3 separate regions of the Sus scrofa genome follow, and all the other regions are linked to region 2. Evidence: chromatin contacts called from public HiChIP or PLAC-seq and promoter capture Hi-C data. All regions are on one chromosome and are shown on one strand. Each heading gives the region's core, a stretch centred on a gene start, on an enhancer-like site or on the middle of the called end of the contact. The rest is flanking DNA. Distances are from core to core; before and after follow the strand shown.

Region 1 (2,960 bases), core at 408-2,907, 330 kb after region 2:
CAGGATGCTTAAGCGTAAAAGTAGTCTGGAGAACAAAAAGTTAATTTGCCACTTACAGATTAAAAACCCATTCTCAGAGCTCCCTTCGTGGCTTAGCAGAAAGGAATCTGACTAGTATCCATGAGGACGCAGGTTTGATCCCTGGCCTCTGAGTGGGTTAAGGAACCGGCGTTACCATGAGCTGTGGTGTAGGTTGCAGACGTGGCTCGGATCTGGTGTTGCTGTAGGCCAGCAGCTACAGTTCTGTTTTGACACCTTGCTTGGAAACCTCCATATGCTATGGTGTGGCCCTTAAAAAAAAAAACAACAAAAAACCAAAAAAAAAAACCATTCTCACGAAGTCAAAATAGTTGTCTTTACTAGGAAGCTCCCAAGTGATCACTTGTCCCTTTTGCTGAGTGATAGAAGTTCCTTTTCTGATTTTCTTTTCTTTAGCCACCCAATAAATGGGGAGGGAAAGTTACATCTCATGCCCTCTACTCTTTATGACACTATATTCATGCCCCCAATTCTAACTATTAAACATCCCTCTCCAGTTAGGATGCCTCTATTTTCCCATCCTTCTTCTCTCTTAAGCCTCATGACCACTTCTCCAGTTTTTAACCTGATAGAATCAACTTCTATCAACCCAGCTCCCCTAAGTGAAATCAACCTCAGATCTACTCCCCTCCCCAACTTTTCTATTTTTATTACTAGTGCCTCCAGTACAGGCAAGAAACTTCAGCCGTCTCTGTCAACTACACATCAAATTATTCCATATCTGATGTAATTTTCCCAATCCTACAATGACCCTTATAGTTAGTTCACTTTCTTAAACCTCCTTGTCGAGAGGCTCTCTGAAAATATTCTCCTACTGTCTTCTGCCTCTTACTCCCTCAAAACTATCCTGCACAAACCTGCTAAAATAAGGTTAAAAAAAAATCATGTTCATTATATCGATCCTCTGCTAAATTCCATTAACTCTATCATCTAAATGTTAGCCAAACTTTCTTTGCCTATAAGCCATTTTTTTAATTCCCCTCTTCCCACTTCCTGTAAAAAGAGAATCTAGAGATGAAATTGACAGGATGTTTGGGGCACGACTGGGGTGGTGGGCAAAGGCAAAAAAATTTGGGATACAGACCGTCCGTTCGGAAAACCGACACAGAAGCTGAGTACGTAAAACGAGGAGGAGCACGGGAAGCCATCCCACATGCGCTCCATGCCTGGCTGGACGCGGTCAGCTCTACGGCTGTAGGCCGGCTACTCGCCCGCGGACCTCGCAAAGAGCTGACTGTGACAAGGTCACCTTCCGAGGAAAGGATCGGGGTGGGGGAGGGGAGGGGCGCGTCCCGGCTAGCCCGAACCCAAGGAGACCGGCGGTGACTCCGCGGGACCCAGGCTTACACGTTGCGCAAAAGTCTCTCCTGGCGCTTCAACGTTTCCCGCAGCTCTGCCAAACTCCGCTGACCCAAGTCCTCGGGAGGTTGGGGCTCGAAGCCGCGAGGCAGCGAGGACATTCTGCGGGAGCTGAGGCTGGCGAGGCGGCGGGCACTCGACGTCCGCGACAGCTCCCGCTGCGGGCGCCGGATCCGCGGCGGGCAGGGACTCCGGCGAATGAGCGGGAGTCGCCATTTTCCCGGAAGAACAGGGCTTCTTCTAGCCGAATCGAGCTTTATTGAAACGCCGGAAACAAACACGGACAGGGAGGAGGGGGTGGCCGGAGGGGCGGGAAGAGGCGGGAGTTGCGGTGAGACGTCACACGCCGGCCGGGCATGTTTGGCGTGGTCAGTCTGTTACCAGTTTCAGCTCTTCGCCTGTTTATTCAGAAAGTATTTGGTGAGTGCCCCGCTCCCAACTGTTAAGGTGTTTACCGCGTGGGGGAGAGGGTCAGATGCTTATCAGGTGACAGTCAAACAATATAATTGTACGATGGGCCCTGGCATCTGAGAAGTACAAGAGGAAATCTGAGTGATGAGTTACCATTGATAATGTTGGGGAATGTGCCGGATAGGGCATGGGAGGCCCCGGCCCATGGCGTGGCCCGCCTAGTCCGAGGTTCAGTGAAGTTAGCAGATATTAACGTTGGAAGAACCTTTAAGGACTACCAGCGTTTCTTAATGAGGCTCCGGCGTTTGGAGCAGGAGTCTTCTTTTGCGGCACTGAATTAGGCATTGCATATCTGGTATTTGGCTTCTGTGCATTAATTGCTTTAGCACTCCTGAGTCCTTATAACAGTACCAAACGCATCCCACCCACTACCATCCCCAGCACGCTCATACACACAATTCCAAAGGCCCGCAAGAGGTGATGGGGTGGGAGGTGCTGTACAAGCCAGTTGAGAACCTCTCACAATTCCGTATTTTCCTGCAGAAAAACAGACAAAAACTGATGTAAGTTTTCCCAGGGCATGAAACTAGTAAGTGACAACACCAGATATTAAACTCAAAAGCCCAGCTGCTCTACCACACCAGTTTGAAAATCTTCCAAACTGTAAGAAGGTGTTTTAAGCTGTTGAGGAAAGCAATGCAGTAAGCATCACATCTAGTGCTTAGCTTCTCTTAATAGTTAAGCTAGGAGGGCTGTTTCCCAAAGGAAATAGTAGGAAGCATGCTAGTCTCACAGCATACATCACTTGGGAGGTTTGAAAAACCCCATAACCTCCAACACCAGCCTCCCCCTTCTTTGATATGGAAAATTTACATTTTCTCAGTCTTTTGTAAGGTGATATGATAAACACAAGCAATTCCCTCCCAATCAGACAGAAGCTCTAAATAAAATCGGAAACTGCTTCAGGGTGCACAGTTGAAACCGTTTTTGTGTCCTTGTAATCTGGTCCATTCTGATCAGTTTTAACTAATGTATTAACATTCTCAACATAAGGCCTGCTTTTAAGCCCAAGGATTTCACTAACCTGCTCCAGCCCTGGCTAAGTGAGAAACATTTGAGTAAGGCCTTTATCAGTTAGCTGTCCCCTGGCA
Region 2 (3,273 bases), core at 132-2,631:
CCTTGGTGGGGCACCCAGATGGTGTTGTTGATGCTCTTGTGTAACTTTTCCCCATAGTGTATCATAGTCATTGATCTAACTCTGTGGGGAAGGGATTTTAAGCTCACTAGCAGCAAGAGCTGTCCATCTGGTTTGTAACCCAGTCTCTAGCACTACAGCTTGCATTGGAAGGTGCTCAAAACATGTTTGTAGAATTGTTCCACAAGCATCCTGATTTCCTTTGCTACTGCCTTCTCCCTTGCTCCTCAACTGAACTAACCTTAAATTTCTCAGTTATATCACTAACTCCCTAAGGTTTTCATCTATTTCATGAACATGTACTGTCATTAAGGCATAATTTTTGGCCATAGAGATCCCCTGTGAATTGACATCTTGCAACGGCCTAAGATAAGGTCCATAGTTCCTCAAAAACAAAAATCCAATTCACTCTGGTAACCTTGTGTAGATACTCTGGGTTCTGAGATACCAGAAGTTATTTCTTTAGCTCTAATACTAAAACAAGATTTTTTTTGTCTGTTTCTACTGTTGTTTAGTATTCAAACACTGGGCATAAAAGCAGTTTTTAGTTACTGAAAGTATCTTTTCTGGTTTACACTTAACACTAAAGAAAAGGGGTTCTGGGAGTTTCCTGGTGGCTCAGTGGGTTAAGGATCTGGCATTGTCACTGCTGTGGCTCTGGTTACAGTTGTGGGCTTGCTCCATTCCTGCCTGGGAACTTCCCCAAGCCAGAAGCAAGGCCAAAAAAAGGGGGGATGGGAGTTCTAAGAGTTCTAAAAACAGCATTTAAGATAAGAATCAATAGGCCTCTGTCAAGCTTACACTGAGAGAAGGGGAAGTGACCTATAAAGGTCTTTTCATCTGGACCCCGGATTTAGCCACTGAGCCAGAAGTCCAATATGATGTGAGGTCCTCTGTGTTCTTGATCTGGACCTATATGCTGACCTCTAGCATTCCACAAACTATAAGACCTGTTGGAGCACTGAAATGCTTAAATTAGGGGTAGCATTATAGATATGGAGCTCATCTCGAAGGGGCAATTAAATGAGGAGCCCATTATAGGTGCTGGAGTGAAGAACAACAGAAAAGCAAAACTGGGGTACCCTTGCGTGTCCTGGAGTGATGAGAGTAAGTGCTGAACCAGGGATCCAAGTGAAACCATGAGGGACCAATGCAATCTCCAACTCTCTCAGAGCAGCGGTGGAGGACCAAAGCTCCATCCTCCTGACGCAGCCCAGACCGCCGGGGGCGGTCCCAGCCAGCAGAGGGCAGCAGCTGGGCAGGAGAGTCCTGGCAAGGGCAGCGCGGCGTCGACCGGCTCCAGGGGATATACTCATTTTCAATGTGGGGCGAGGGATTTTTGCGTATCACAACCCGTCGGGCCCCGTTTCGGGGACCGGGTATGTGCGGGGACAGGGGTCGATGCGGAGCACCCGACGCCCCTGGCCAGGGAAGGAGAACGGAGGGGGTCCCGCGGGTACCCAGGAGAGAGGGGAGCTGGGATTCCGCGGCCCTGGGCGGGAACGGACCTCCGCGGCCGCTGCAGCGTCGCTCGCCCCATCCTCGGCCGGCCCCTCTCAGCTCCCCGGGCTTCTCTCACTGGCACGGCGCCCAACTCTCGGGGCCGCGTCAGTGCCGGGCCGCTCGGGTCCCCCTCCAGTCCCCGCTCCGCTTCCGGGGCCACGACTGGTACCCGATATCTGCCAAGGTGTGCCTCTCGCCAACGCTGTCCCGGCCAGGGCGAGCTCTGGCTGGCTGGCTGAGTTCCTCAGGGCAGCGGCGCGCGTTTTCGATCCCGCCGTCGAGGACAGCGGCGGCATCGTGGGCGTGAGCCAGTCCCCGCGGTCGGGGGGAGGACGGGGGCGCCAGACGCACTTGACCGTGGGCCACCAGCTTCCCGGCCGCGCAGCGCGGGCGGCGGGCTTTATGTAAATCGGGGCTGAGCCCAGGCGTCCTAGGTAGGATGGACCAGCCCCCCGCGCCTCTGCCCTCACGTCCAATAAGAAGAGCCCCAGCTTGACACCTGCCTATATACAGGCGAGCGCGCCCCCGGCCCGCGGACCGCGCGCACAGCCCACGCCGCGGGTAAGCGAGACCTCGGCCCGCTTCCATGACTTCCAGTAAGATCGAGATGCCCGGCGAGGTGAAGGCCGACCCCGCCGCCCTCATGGCGTCCCTGCACCTTCTGCCGTCGCCCACGCCCAACCTCGAGATCAAGTACACCAAGGTAAGGCTCCGCAAGGGCCTGCCGTCCACGGAGACTTTCTGGAATCTTCTTTCTTCTCCGTGGTCTCTTGGAGAGGGCGGCGCGACGGGGTCGGGAGCCGGGGTCTCCCCGGCCAGGCTGTCGTCCTCGCGCAGCATTAGGGACACTCTGACCTCAGGGTTGGGGTTTCTGGAGTCCTTCGGGGTCTTGGGCGCCTCGGGGACCCGCCCCAGCCTTTCTCGAGGTTCTGAGGGTCAACGGCTCTTTCCCAAACCGCATCTGCCCCCGCCTTCTGGTCCGATTCTTCGGGTGGGTTCCTATTGCTGCGGGAAAGGCGTCGGCTTTGACTCCTCTAACTGGGAAGAAGCGTTCCTCGCCAGGTTGGCCATGCAGTCTGGCAGTCGGTCTCTTCTCAGCGGTTTGCCTTCAGGGGCCGGTCGGGTTCTCTGCAGCCCGCTCGGTGCGCTGCGAGCGGCTTTCCCGTAGGATCGTCCAAGGCACGCAGCGCTCTGGCCGCTTTTGTAGATATCGTGGAAACCTGGCTGCTGAATACCGTAGATCCAATGTCAGCATTTCATTCAAATTTTGTAGGCTGTGGCAGTTTTCCTGGAAAACTTGAGACGTCTTTAAATTTGTGCAAATTAACGGGTTCGCTTTTGAACTGATTTTTTTTTTTTTTTTTTTTTTTAATAACGAACTCTGGCATCTTCGTTTGGCCAAGCAGGAATTTTTTGTTGTTGCACAGCATAAAAAAGAAATGCGTTCGCCACCTTCATGTAATTAGAATTTGCTTTCCACAAATTCGACATGGAAAAAATGTATTAATTACACACTCTGTGGGATTATGTTATGGCATTAGGGTGGGAGAGGAAGAAATAGATTCGATTTAGAGTAATGTTTCTTGGAATTCCTTTTATAATTGTTTTGTTTGATTTTCTATTCCTTTCAGTTGATTTCTACTCCAGACCTAGTCCTATCAACTTAAACACATACTGCTCACACACAATACAGTTAAAATTGTTTTCCGTCATACATATTACGAGATAAACTAAATATTGTCAATAAGTAAA
Region 3 (2,963 bases), core at 443-2,942, 300 kb after region 2:
GACTCTCAGAAGAGAGACCTCAGTTTTTAAGTCCATTCAGATCAGAAAGGGTTAAAGGCCCCCTCAAAATATAATTCCCCACTCTGTACGCAAAGTCCTTCAATTCCTTTGGTTCCGGAATACTAAGTGGCAGAGGCACATCCTGACCTCTGACCTTTAACCTGCCAATGTTCCCATGTAACAACACCCAAAATTCTGGTTGTGGGAATTTGAAGTGAGCAGTAAATCTGTCATGGTGCCTCTGGGTTAAAAGCACACACAACGTTTCCTCAAAAAAAAATTAGATGCCCTTGGAAGCATGTCAAAATATATTACATAATCCCCAAAATACTCTCCCAAAGATGCACCCAAAGAAAGTTCCAGACTGTCCTGTGTTCCATGAAGATCAGGGCAGCTCAGACTAATATCAACATTTCACAGAGTCTAATAACAAAATGCTCTACACACAAAAAAAAATGTTGTCTATCAAAAGTACATGAAACAAAGACTTGCAAATATTAAGACCAGATGTCAGAAATGCTGGAGAAGGCGCTTACTTTCGGCATACCCAGTGAGATAGAGAAAAATGTATGCAATAGCAAATGAATATATCTTTCCCTGAGTTTTTTTCTCAAATACTGACCAGTAACAAAGCAATTTGTGCTTAAAGATTTAATCCCCAAAAGGAGGGTTTTTTTGGGTTTTTTTTTTTTTTACTTCTTGTCAGGCACCCCTTTTAGCTTTAGGCCATAATAGCTCAATAAATAAACAAAGCCACCTTTCCTTGTCCAATGTTTGAAATGTCAAGTGCTAGGGGAGGGCAAATGGTTCACCTTCTCTCAAGTACCCATCGATTGAAATTATAATTAATCCCCTGATGACAGCCCAAGGGGTGATGGAGAATATAAGCAGGGCAGTCCCCAGGGGGCTCTTTCTGTCTCCCTTAAGGAAGATTCCATTAAGAGAGGGTAACCAGGGCTTACTGGCTGGACTTTCTTTGGGGAGTCAATGCCTTCCCCACAAAGCCTCTAGGAAGGCAAGGGGGGAGACGGGGTCTGGGGCAGTGGGGTCCTCACAAATGGCAGATCAATACTGGGCAAAGAGCTTGGCCCACAGAGAAGCTCTGGGACCAATGACAACAGAGTCAAGGGCACACCACCACACCCAGAAGCCAGCCCAGCCCCAGCCCGGAGAGAGGCCAAAGACACTTCAGTGGGAGAAGTTGGAGCTCTAAGTTTCCAATTTCCTGGCTATTGTCAATTTGTGTAGTGGATCCATATTATCTACATGGAAGAGACTTTACCTTTTTTACTGTGTAAGGTAGTTATAGAATGTGTATTTGTCAACCTCTGTGCCTGGGGCTGAGGGCAGCGTGAATGGACCATGAACTGAGGCTTAGGGAGGTAGAAGGGGATGAGAAGGGGATGGTTTCCTCTTGCTAAAATGTCTGTACCACCCCAAACCCCTCACTGCCCCCCACCCTCCCCACCCCCAACCCCAATCCTGCCTGCTCAGGCTGATCTCAGGAACAAAAAGCTGTCAGAAGGAGCAGGGTTCACTCTAGCACACCAGGCTACTTCAACACTCCCCAAAGCTGACCAGAGGCCAAACAGTCATCTGGTCCTGGGAGGAAAGTCCAGAGAGGCCTGCTGGGCAGCAGGGTTTGCTAGCAGATTGGCTCTCAGCTGGAGGAGAGGGTCAGCAAACTATAGCCCAGGGCCGAGTCAGGCTCACTCCCTGCTTTTATAGAGAAAGATGTATCTCAGGACACCAGCAGACTGCAGGATTTGAGAGTCGAGTTGTTGGCACATGGCCTTCAAAGCCTAAAATAGCTGGTATCTGACCCTGAACAAAAAACGGTTGCTAGCTTCGGAGCAGAGAGGATGCAGATGTCAGCTAGAAGGTTGTTCCCATGATCCACGCTTGCTGGAAGGAAGGGTAGTATATTTAGGGGAAGTCTACAAAGAACTGTATTTAAGGGCCTCTGTTGTATCTGTGATCCAAGCCAAAGTGACAGACGTCACCGGGAACTGAGGAAGCTGACAAAATGTCCTTCGGCTTCAGGGACCTGAGCTGGGTCTGGTACATAGGCAGGAGCAGCATCACCAGAAAAGTCTGGTGTCTCTTGGGAAACAGAGATTGAAAATCCCAGACTCATTAGGAGGCCTCTGCAGAGCAAGGGGCCCTTAACTAGGAAACAGTGGAAAGGGGTAATACTAAGTTCCTATTTAGTGCTTACTGTAAGTTTTGTCTATATAAACTCCTTCTGTCTTCGTAAAGCTATAAGGTAGGCCTTATTATTATCCTGATTTGACAGGTGAGGAAACAGTCACCGGAAGGGTAAGTGCAAGAGGTCCACAGCCAATTCCACAACAGAGCTAAAATTCTAGCCCAGTGAGCCTGACCCCAGAGCCCACACACTAAACCGCTGGGCTGAAATAAGGCTACAGAGAATGGATGGGGCACCAGGGTGGACTTTTTTTTTTTTTTTTTTTTTTTTGTGAGAATTGGAGTAAATTGTTGACAATAGTTGTGTGGGAAAATTAGCCTGTAATGGAGAAAAATTCACAGTCAAGGGAGACAGAGAAGAGAGTCACAGTAATCTAGGCATGAGTGATTTGGGATTGAACCAAGACAATGGCAGTGGCGATGGGGAGGAAAGTCAAGGCCAGCCAAGACTGGGATTTGCCTCAAGTATCAGCTATTGAATGCTGTTGCGTTGAAAGCTCAGCACCCTGAACACCTCTCTCTAGTGACTCCATGTGGTTATATCTCTTCCTTCCCTAGACTGGGTGCCTTAAGGTCTCTCAGTGACTGGCATTCATCTCTCTACCCCGAGCCTAAGCATACTGCCTGATACACAGCCGGCATTCAATAGACTTTGGCTAGCTGACTCCAAAGTTGCTAACCAAGAATTCTGGAAAGCCCAGCAGGAGCCCTAATGGACATGGAGACGTGGCTGAGGCACCTGTACATCTTGAAGG

Evidence for each region. Promoter capture Hi-C pulls out the DNA fragments that hold promoters and counts their contacts. HiChIP or PLAC-seq counts read pairs in DNA pulled down with a chosen protein or histone mark.
Region 1: an H3K27ac HiChIP or PLAC-seq map of skeletal muscle shows a contact between it and region 2, with 2.9 times the contacts expected there. The contact joins the promoter of POLR2M here to the promoter of ALDH1A2 in region 2. A contact is called at or near these places in 1 of 5 promoter capture datasets (liver) and 1 of 2 datasets of contacts at active chromatin or transcription factors (skeletal muscle).
Region 3: a promoter capture Hi-C map of liver shows a contact between it and region 2, with 6 times the contacts expected there. The contact joins the enhancer-like site here to the promoter of ALDH1A2 in region 2. A contact is called at or near these places in 3 of 5 promoter capture datasets (fetal liver and liver) and 16 of 47 Hi-C or Micro-C datasets (brain, embryonic fibroblasts, epiblast stem cells and 11 more).

Annotation. Positions count from the first base shown.
Region 1 is chr1:114,265,205-114,268,164 of Sscrofa11.1, forward strand. POLR2M (protein GRINL1A) reads right to left here and starts at 1,658. Exons shown (of 4, transcript XM_005659563.3): 1 at 1,387-1,658. The coding sequence starts at 1,499. It overlaps LOC102160652 (a long non-coding RNA gene), which reads left to right and starts at 1,483. Exons shown (of 4, transcript XR_300957.3): 1 at 1,483-1,818.
Region 2 is chr1:113,931,341-113,934,613 of Sscrofa11.1, forward strand. ALDH1A2 (retinal dehydrogenase 2) reads left to right here and starts at 1,382. Exons shown (of 14, transcript XM_021094606.1): 1 at 1,382-1,397; 2 at 2,035-2,224. The coding sequence starts at 2,108.
Region 3 is chr1:114,227,444-114,230,406 of Sscrofa11.1, forward strand. No RefSeq gene overlaps it. Among named protein-coding and RNA genes, the nearest start is that of POLR2M, 38 kb to the right of the region's middle. Within about 2 kb of position 1,693, at least 6 of the 83 cell types and tissues checked have an H3K27ac peak or open chromatin away from gene starts, as enhancers often do. A contact at or near this core is called in fetal liver and liver, where this site is marked.